3 separate regions of the Sus scrofa genome follow, and regions 1 and 3 are each linked to region 2. A link is a contact called in public Hi-C and HiChIP or PLAC-seq data. All regions are on one chromosome and are shown on one strand. The core of a region is the stretch at or near the end of the contact, and the rest is flanking DNA. Distances in the headings are between cores, read along the strand shown.

The links. Hi-C and Micro-C count contacts between places; a contact is called where the count stands out from the background. HiChIP or PLAC-seq counts read pairs in DNA pulled down with a chosen protein or histone mark.
Region 1: a Hi-C map of skeletal muscle shows a contact between it and region 2, with 4 times the contacts expected there. The contact joins the enhancer-like site here to the promoter of BCL6 in region 2. A contact is called at or near these places in 2 of 5 promoter capture datasets (fetal liver and skeletal muscle), 9 of 47 Hi-C or Micro-C datasets (embryonic fibroblasts, epiblast stem cells, fetal skeletal muscle and 3 more) and 2 of 2 datasets of contacts at active chromatin or transcription factors (alveolar macrophages and skeletal muscle).
Region 3: an H3K27ac HiChIP or PLAC-seq map of alveolar macrophages shows a contact between it and region 2, with 14 times the contacts expected there. The contact joins the enhancer-like site here to the promoter of BCL6 in region 2. A contact is called at or near these places in 4 of 5 promoter capture datasets (fetal liver, fetal skeletal muscle and liver), 10 of 47 Hi-C or Micro-C datasets (embryonic fibroblasts, fetal heart ventricle, fetal skeletal muscle and 5 more) and 2 of 2 datasets of contacts at active chromatin or transcription factors (alveolar macrophages and skeletal muscle).

The regions. Positions count from the first base shown.
Region 1 is chr13:125,900,192-125,903,621 of Sscrofa11.1, reverse strand. All of the region lies in intron 2 of LPP (lipoma-preferred partner), which reads right to left. Among named protein-coding and RNA genes, the nearest start is that of LPP, 120 kb to the right of the region's middle. Within about 2 kb of position 1,486, at least 5 of the 83 cell types and tissues checked have an H3K27ac peak or open chromatin away from gene starts, as enhancers often do. A contact at or near this core is called in alveolar macrophages, fetal skeletal muscle and skeletal muscle, where this site is marked.
Region 2 is chr13:125,388,381-125,391,475 of Sscrofa11.1, reverse strand. BCL6 (B-cell CLL/lymphoma 6) reads left to right here and starts at 1,613. Exons shown (of 8, transcript NM_001315701.1): 1 at 1,613-1,773. The coding sequence starts at 1,613.
Region 3 is chr13:126,377,719-126,380,939 of Sscrofa11.1, reverse strand. All of the region lies in intron 8 of LPP (lipoma-preferred partner), which reads right to left. Among named protein-coding and RNA genes, the nearest start is that of MIR28, 97 kb to the right of the region's middle. Within about 2 kb of position 1,904, at least 9 of the 83 cell types and tissues checked have an H3K27ac peak or open chromatin away from gene starts, as enhancers often do. A contact at or near this core is called in retroperitoneal adipose tissue, skeletal muscle and subcutaneous adipose tissue, where this site is marked.

The DNA of each region.
Region 1 (3,430 bases), core at 237-2,736, 510 kb before region 2:
TTTCCTCACATTACATCACATCCCTAAAACGTGTGTTGAACCAGTGAGGTAATCAAGCCTGCTAATTACTTTCTAGAACATCCATAAGATGCAGGATTAATGGTCTTGGCTCCAGTCTGCCTTTCCTCTAACAGCTCCACTCACTACTTCAGTTTCATAGTGAGTGAAGACGATGTGCTTCATCAGATGAATCTGAAGGCTTAGCATTGTCAGGGTGTCCTTGGATCCTAGAAGAGGGAAAGTGAGCATTTTCTGAATGCACATCCCCTAATTGCTGAGAATGTATATCCATGTCTCCTGTCACATAATTCACCAACTACCCCTTCCAAAGAAGGGATCTAAAGTCATAGAATTACACTTAACACAATGATGGATCTAAAAGGGACTTGAAGGATAACCTTTGTTTTACCAAAGAATGAATTCAAGACACAGGCAAAGCAATGACTCAAGGTTAATACAGATGGTCAACAGCTGAGTAAGAACTGGAATCCTGATCTTTTGATAATGACTTTCATGCAATTTCCTTAAATAGCTATCATCATTCCACCTCTGCCTGAGAGACTGGAAGCTAAAGTTAAGTCCACTTGATCTCCTATTAATCCTCATGAGGCAATGACCTCAAATGGCTTTATCCCAGGAGTGCAGAGTTCTGACCCCAGATCCAATAATATCTGATGAGATGAGCCTTCTCTATGCATTTGTGTTCCCAGAAGGCTGGATATCAACTTGCCTATGGACTATTAAAAACAAGAACAGATAATAAATCACTGGAAAGCACTTTGCAAGTATAAAGCAATATAAAAATGCTATGGACCAATAATATAAGCTCCGGGCTGAGACAGGTCCCTGGAGAGCACAGTGATTTCAAGGGGGCTAGACTGTGCCCACCATCAACCACCAGAAGATGTGAAGGCCACATCTCTCTCCAAACCTCACTCTCATTTCTTAGACTACTCCCAAATACTCAAGTATTCCTCTAGATCTTACTATAATATATTACATTATAGTGGATATGTGAAAAGGCACTTGCTATCATTGTATCTACAGTCACAGAGCTTTTACTAAGAGTAGAGAAACACTGAGAGGAGATCAGAATCCAACAGATAGGAAAGTAAATGTCAAGCTGTCCCTCACTGGTAATAAACCAAGTAAACCATGAAAAACAATGAACCAATTAGAAGGTGCTTGTCAGTGAATTCAGCCCTGAAAGCCAATTTAAATCTGGTGAGAGGTCAGAAGAATAGAACATACACTCAAGAGCTCTGGCTACAGGTGCCAATAGGCAAAATGAGGACAGAGCACTCCTCCCAGCCACTACCTGGTCCTTGGCTCTCATAAGCAAGGTGAGCAGAAAAGGGCAGGAACGAAAAAGAGGAATGAATAGAATAATTTAGAAATCAAAAGCTGGTGTCTGAGAGATCTAGCTTCTAACCGCCCTGCCATTACATGTTGTGTGATGTTGGTCAAGTTACTTAAACCTCTCTAAACCTTGATTTCCTCATCATCCAACATAGCTAATATTAGTACCTACTACACAGGCTGGCTTTGAGGATTAAATGAAAGGAAGTATGGAAAGTCATTTACTCAATGCCTGACACTTAGTACATGTGCTATAAACATGAGTCATCATGCTAACCAGAGAGGCTGGGGGCTGAAATCCAGCACAGAAACAAAAGGCAAGAAGTAAAGCATGAAAGAGGGGGGTCATGATCATGGAAACTGGGAAGAAAGCTCCAGGTCTACTTTGTATCTACTAGGGAATTATCATGGTCCCATTCCCAAATATCTAGTTTAGGGGTGGATGACAACAACCCAAAAATAATCAGGCATCTGAAAAACCTCAGACTTGAGTTCAAATCCAGGTTTGAACTTGAAGCACTTGAAAATTCAACCACTCAGTCAATGGAGAGGTTAGCCATCTGCATTTGAGCCACTAAAATCTAAGATTTAATATTAAATGTGGCTCCAAGATCTTCATCACAAAACAAGAAAGTAGTTTTAGTTTTTATAAAAGGAAAATGTGTCCCCACCTCCCATGCATCCCTAGTTCATTTAACACACTTCAACACACATGGCAATGGTCCATGCCTCCTAGGGGGGTAAGAAATGGGCACAAGAACCATGAAATTAAAGAGCAAGTGCCATTAAGTCAAGCACAAATAAAGAGACATGAGACTTCAGAGAAGTGAAAGAAACTAAATTTACCAAGCTCGGAGTTCCTGTCATGGTTTAGGGGTTAATGAATCTGACTAGCATCCACGAGGATGCAGGTTCAATCCCCGGCCTTGCTCAGTGGGCTAAGGATCTGGCATTGCCGTGAGCTATTGTGTAGGTTGCAGATGCAGCTTGGATCCTGTGTTGCTGTGGCGTAGGCCAGCAGCTACAGCTCTGATTCAACCCTTAGCCTGGGAACCTCCATAAGCCACAAGTATGGCCCTAAAAAGCAAATAAATAAAGAAATAAATAAATAAGAAATAAATAAATAAATAAATTTACTGAGCTCCTATTCTGGCATAGATGCATGATAAGAATTAAGAAAGGAGATAATCAAGAAAGACTTCCTGAGAAAGGCCCCTCTGAGCTGATTAACAGCTAGTGCGCTGAAGATTTGGAGCCATGTTCATCTCTTCAGCAGGATCCTGACACTGCAGTGCTGCTAGATGGGCAACCAAAAGCCCCAGAGCCACCAGCCACCCTTCCCTCCTCCAAGTTCTGATTGGCAACATGGGCATCAACCCACCACTCCATGCCCAGAAGTGAATCACCAACACAGGTCAGCTATAGAGTGAGCACGAAGTTGGGATCAAGCCAGCATCAAGGCTCATCTGCTGCACTCCACATACTACACATAAGCAGACAAAAGAGGAGACAATGAAAGGAATGAAGAAAATATGGGCTTCTTGGTAAGACTGGGTAAAGGGTGTTGAGTCAGGTTATAAAGAGAAAAAAGAGACAAGAGAAAGAGGAAGAAAGGCCAAAGGAAAGAGCTGGTATGTTGTTTGTTAGTGGTGTTTATTTCTTTAAGCATATTTCTGCCTAGTCATTTTTTAAAAAAATAATATTCCCGTTAAATCCCTCAAATGTTAACTTGAGAGTACTTTGTTTTATTCACTGACCAGCACCAAGAAGAGTTCCTGGAATATAGTAGGTGCTGAATAAATATTTACTGCTTAAATGAATAATCCTCCACTACAGTAGGTCACTGTTGCTAAGAAGAAAGAGGCTTTGAAAGAACCAAGAAAAATAGTAAGATTCTGTTTATACTTCAGCTCACTCACTTTAATAAGGTGGGATAACACAGGTGGAAACACAGTTCATGGCTCCTGGTGGGCAGTCACCATATATTCACCAAATTTGAATCAGATTGACCCATACTCCAGGGCAAAGGAAAGGCACGCCACTCAAATCACTCTGAAATCAATGGTTCAAG
Region 2 (3,095 bases), core at 364-2,863:
AGGGGGAAGCACAAACTTGGAAGTTTGTAGCACTAGATTTGATCTTAGCCCCAGGAGGCTTGGGAGAGGAAACTTTGCAGGGGTGGGGGTGGGGGGCAAATATTCTGGAGAAAAGAGTAGATATGTCATCTCAGGTTGTATTCAGATTCTTTATTCAGTCTTAAGTGTTTCCTGACAGTCAGGAAATGCTGCCTGGCTGTTTGTCCTGAGCAAGCCATTTGAACCCAAGTCTCAGTTTTGTCATCAGTGAAATAGGGATAAAGAGATTGACCCTGTTGGCCTTGTGGAATCATTTGAAGACTTGAAGGATAATATTTTAGCAGATTTTGAAAAGTGGCCTGAGTTTTTAGGCCTCTGAAGGATCATTCTCATTAATATCGAAAGAATAGTTTTTCTTTTTTTTTTTCTTTACCATAAACCCAACGGCATACATTTCTTACTTTGAGAAAAGAAATACATGTGTGTGTGTGTGTGTGTGTGTGTGTGTGTGTGTATGGATGTATGAAATCGTATTCCCAATACTCGGGGTAAAAAACATTATTATTGCATAGCTTCGAGTGCCTGTTGTTTCCGTAAGAGCCGAGCTGGAAAAAATGTGTGCTAGCTTGTGGTAAAACCGCACCAGCTGGCAGGCTGCAGCTATCAAAGTAAAACTAAATATGTGTGTCCTAAAATAAGACTATAGTGGACAATCTTACATTCATTAAATCAATTTCTGTTTGCTTTTTTCTCTTCCCTGCAGGTTTTAAGCAAAATTTTGGACTGTGAATCAAGGCATTGGGTAAGTAAATTGAATTATATGCTTTAAAATTTTGTGGAGAAACTGTTTCTTTCAAATTTGCCAATGCGTGTGTTTCTGTGAACAGTGCCACTTTTCCTTAGATGAGATAAAGGAGAGTGTGTTGCCTCTCCATCACAGCCAGCCCTGCCCCCAACCCCTTTACCCTGGCATTGGACTATCTTAACACTGTTGTGTGATCATTCATTTCCTTACTCAGTTCTTGGTTCACGCTAATTTCACCACCTACTGTGTACCAGCAATGTGCTTGGTGCTCAAGATACATTCAAATAATTCTGAAGCCTGGTAGAGGAGAGACAGATGGTAGCTAGGATAATGAAATGAGATACTGATGAGAATAGCTGTGATTTATGAGAAATTCCACTAATTTTTACAACCCCATGGGTATTACTACTCCCATTTGGGGGAAACTCAAGCCCAGAAACCATAAAACAAGCTGCTCCAAGTCACACAGCTTGCAAAAGGTATGGCCAACATGCTAACCTTCAAAGCGTGCCTTCTCTCCTCTGTCATACTCATTGCCTCTCAATGCTGGTATCTGGGAAAAAAAAAACAAACAAACAAACCGAAAACATTCATCCAATATTCATTCCCTCCTCTTTCCCTTATAGGGGTTTCTATTAACAAATTGGATAAAGATTATTATCTCATTTTTATAGACGTGGAGAGCAGTGTCCAGACATGGGTCATGAACTGTTCAAAAGCAAACACAAGGGAGCAGGCTGGCCCACCTGCTCTGACACTCCTGGGAAGAAGGAACTAGGTCCTGGAGGAGTAACAGGATTTTAACCTTTTCTTTCAGGTGAAGGAAAAATGGCCTCGCCGGCTGACAGCTGTATCCAGTTCACCCGCCATGCCAGCGACGTTCTTCTCAACCTTAATCGCCTCCGGAGCCGCGACATCTTGACTGATGTTGTCATAGTGGTGAGCCGAGAGCAGTTTAGAGCCCATAAGACGGTCCTCATGGCCTGCAGGTGAGGGATCTGGAAGCAGAAGGCAGATGATGGCTGTAAGGGGTATGCTAGTGCCGGCTGCCAGTGCGGAGCGTGGGGGCCCCATTCCGGGTTTGGGATCACGTCTCCTGTGTCTCCAGATCTTTAGCACTGTCCTGGCAGGGTGGGTTCCCAGGAAGCAAATGAATGACCACACTTTTAGAAAAGAAAGCATTTCTATTCGGTGGGAATAGAGGAGAAGAAATCATATACCATCTCCAGAGATGTGTTTGGGGCAAATCTGGTGAATGACTTCAGTGAACCAGTGAAATAATGAAAAGTGAAAGAGAGTTATAAAATATTTTAAGCAAGTTAATTTGAAATCTTTTGCTCTTTTATTTTCCTGTGATTTTTATTTTATGCCGTGACTATACTTCCACAGGTCTTTCAGAGCATATGTAAGTTGGTGAAAGTGATTGACAAGTATTCCAAGGGTTCAGAGCAGTTTTATGTTACATCATCTCCCTGGATCTTCCTAGTGGCCTGTGTTGTAGGTGGCATGACTAGCTCTGTTTTGTAGATGATAAAATGAAGACATTCATAGGTGAACTGATGTAGAGCCAAGGATCCCAATTGCTAGTAGAGGCTTATTCAACACCTACAACGAGCACTTTTTTTTTTTTTTTTTTTTTTTTTTTACCAGCAGAGAGAACAGAGGTTTATAGAGAGATAAAAAGAATAGATAATGCTCACCAAGTGCTTACCATGTGCCAGGCATCATTCTGTCCCTTTTACATTTTCATTCCTGCCACAACCCTGTAAGATAGACAGCATGTTTCGTGCTGGGCAGATAAGGAAAGCAAGGTGCAGAGCAGTGATGTAACTTACCCAAGGTTGCATAGCTACTTACGGGGTGAAGTCCAGTTCATTTCTGGCTGCTCGCTCAGAAGGAGCAGAATTCAGATGTCAGTCGAGAATTCTGGCCTCTAACTGAGTGCTCTTTCCTCTTCCAGACATCATGGTTCCTGGAGGCATGGCTTGACTTTGACTTGGCTCTCCTTGGAATATGGATCTTGTAATAGTCTATGGACTTTTAGAGAGTCAGTAAACCATAGATGGCAGGCGTCATTTTATTTATTTGTTATCAACACCCAACTGGCTTCTAAAACAAACACTAAGAATTTAAAATTAAGGGTAATGTATTGGAACAAGAAGGAAAATGCTTATCCCAAAGATAGAGACTAAAATAGTTACTACAAATGAGTGCTAAATTTAGCTCTGGTAATCCATGAAGTTAAGACTAAAAGGAATCCAGGTTCTGTGACTTTGGGAAAATCACTTGACTCCTCTGATCTCAGTTTCCC
Region 3 (3,221 bases), core at 655-3,154, 990 kb before region 2:
ATACCAGGGAAGCTGGGAAGATAACCTTTTAAAGATGAAATGTCCAACCCCTCGTTGAGATGTCAGGTCAGATGAACAATGATATTGACCCTCATTTTGAAAACATGTAAGTCCCAAGTCACAGATGTCCTCAGCCAGGATAGGAGTGCTAGAGAGAAAAGCCAGGCAGGAAGAAAGCCTGAATATGAGGTAAGGAAAAGGAGGCACTGTATATAATGAAAAACTTTCTAGAGTCTGGCTTTGAAGAAGAGATAATGCAACTGCTAGATAATGCATAGAGTCAATGGAGGGGAAATAAATGCCACGCTGGAACACAAATGGGCATTGATGAGAAGCATCCAATCCAGAATAGCTAGAAGATTCAGGATGAAGAATGGATGACCTATGGAGTGAGGGTCCTGAGAAGACAGGGGAAACAGGATCAGAACACCTTTAGACCCAGAGTACGTTTACACTAATTGGCATTTGATAAGCTGACGGGCTCTTCTGCTACTCTAACAGAAGGAATGGAGAGGACAGGAGTAAATTTGACGGCACAAGCTGAGGGAGTGTCACCCTGTGCCTTTCATTCTCACTGTGGAGAATGAGGCAGTCGTCCCTGGAGGAGGGAGTGGGGGTGGAGGGCAGTCAGAAACTGGGGTAGAGTGGAGGCTGTAGGTAACAGCTGAGAGCAGTGTGTAAGAATGTAGGCTGTGATTGGGGTCAAAGTTGGTCACAATTTATCACGATATCAATATTCCTGGCTCTGTGCTTTTCTCCTGCAATGTTCAACTGCTTTGGTGGGTGAGCAAAACACAAGTGGGTGGGCTCATTGAGATTACAGCCTTGCCAGGAGACAGTGACAGAAGAGAAAAGCAAAAGACTGAAGAAAGACGTTATGATGTAAATTCTTATGATATATTTATATAATCTATTTTCCAGAGGAGGTAAGGGATGATAAATGTCTTCAGAGTGAATCTCAGTAATAGTACAGCTAGCATTTATTAAACATCTATTAGGAGGCAGACACTGTGCTTGACACCTACCTGAACTCATTTAATCTTCCCAAGAGTCCAACACAGTAAGTACTATCAACCTCGTTTTATACACTTGCTTTAGAGAACTGAATAAATGTATAGAGTAATGGAGTCTGGGTTCAAATTGATTTCTCTTTGATTCAATGTCTGTATACTGCCTTGCAGCCTTCAATTCAGGTACATGGAAACTGAGCCAAGTGACAAGAATGGTCCTGAATGTCACGAGAAAGTGAGTTTGGATTTTTCATCTTGATATTTCCTGATGTGAATTTGCAATTGCATGGAAAAGCTAAGCACCCTTTAAATGCAAAAGGCATTGGCTGGTATTACCATATTATTTCCATCCAGGGCACATGGAAGACAGGATACACCATGTGGGCTGTTGGTGTAAGCATGCCCTGGGTTTATGGATAACTAGGTCCTTTTCCTGGGTTCCACTTTCATGCTGAAAAGACTGGTATAGGTCACAATCTCCACTCCCCTTTCCTTGACAGGAGTCCTTCTGCTGCTCCTTTCCTTCCAGTGGCCAGATGCTCCTGTTTAACACAGTGAGTCAGTCTCTTTGGATAGCTCTCAAGTGCCTACCTTCCTTTTAATGAAATACATATTGCTGAGGGCTGACTATGTTTCATGAATGGCAGCAGCCACTGTCTCAAAAATTTCTATTTAATTTTCACAAAACCTTGATAAGTACTGTTAAAGTGATTTTACATAATGAAGAAAGTGAAAACCTTGTTTACCTCTCTCTGAGAGTTCTATCCAGGACCAGTTTCACAGCCCTTTCCCCTAAAAGCTCTACAGCACTGTCAGAATCCAGAGAGCCTTCCAGCCTTTCTGGAGTCATGCTTTAAATATAACTTGAAAAAAAGGGATTGCTCAATCTCCTTTGGAAGGATGACCATTGCTTAACAGCTGGAAGTGTCTCCTCCATTACTGGAACTGGTTGCCCAGTACTGGGATTACTGGAAAGGGCTTTATGACTGGGACACTTAGTCAAATACGGGAAAATTTTTAGGAGCATTTCTGAAAGAAACAAATGGGTCCCCTTTGATAAAGATATGGATCCAGAAACAGAATGATGTGACGGAAGGCACCCAAGCAACACTGAGGTGGGATGGATGTGGAGCAATGGTGGTGAGCTCAGGGAGGCAGTGAGGACAAGGTTTAATCACTAGAAGGGAGAAACAGGTAGAAGCGGTGGACTTTTACCAAAAGCCTAGACCTCTATAGGACTCTGTCCAAGTGGCTGGAGAATCTGTCTGGAGACTAGGAACTCGGAGCTTGAGCTCTTTCTCTGACCTTACAGATGATGTGGGGACATCATTGACTTCACCAAAGCCTCCTTTCTCCCGCTTGTGCTTCTAGACTTGGATACAAAATAAGCCTGTTGCTGGGAACCCGTCAAGAGGTTTCATTTGCTGCCTAAGTTCTGGTCCTCACAGATACCCATTTCCACACCTACTGCAGATTCATTTTGGAGAAATAAATTGCAATGCTCCAAAGAAATACTGCTCTAATCCAGCTCCTAGAAATGCAAAGAATTGCTTTCAAATTTACCAAAAGTCCTTGAATTTGAAAAATACCTCTGACAAGGGTATAGAAATCAAAGCTCTCCCTTCCCTACAAAATTTAAAAATACCTTCTACCCCGGCAGAAATCAAGGATGTGATAAGCAACTAACAGATGCTCCAGTTTAAATGACAAAGTTTAGAGCCACAAAGTCTTACATTCAAATCCTCTAACCGGGGTTCCTGTTATTGCTCAGTAGTTAGTGAACCTGACTAGCATCCATGAGGTTGAGGGTTCAATTCCTGGCCTCCGCTCAGTGTGTTAAGGATCCGGCATTGCTGTGAGCTGTGGTGTAGGTCGCAGACACGGCTCAGATCCTGTGTTGCTGTGGCTCTGGCATAGGCCAGTGGCTACAGTTCCGATTGGACCCCTAGCCTGGGAACCTGCATATGCCGCAGGTGCGGCCCTAAAAAGACAGAAAGACCAAAAAAAAAAAAAAAAATTCCTCTAACCAGCTGTGTTTTTGGGCAAGCCCCTTATGCTTTCTGAGCCTTGATTTCCTATTAGACAATAACAACAAAATACAAACAACAACAACAAAAAACCCTGTACAACAAAGCTCACATTTACATTGGAAATGTTTTATAAACTGGAAAACATTAAATGTTATTATTATTATTGTTCCTTAATTCAAAA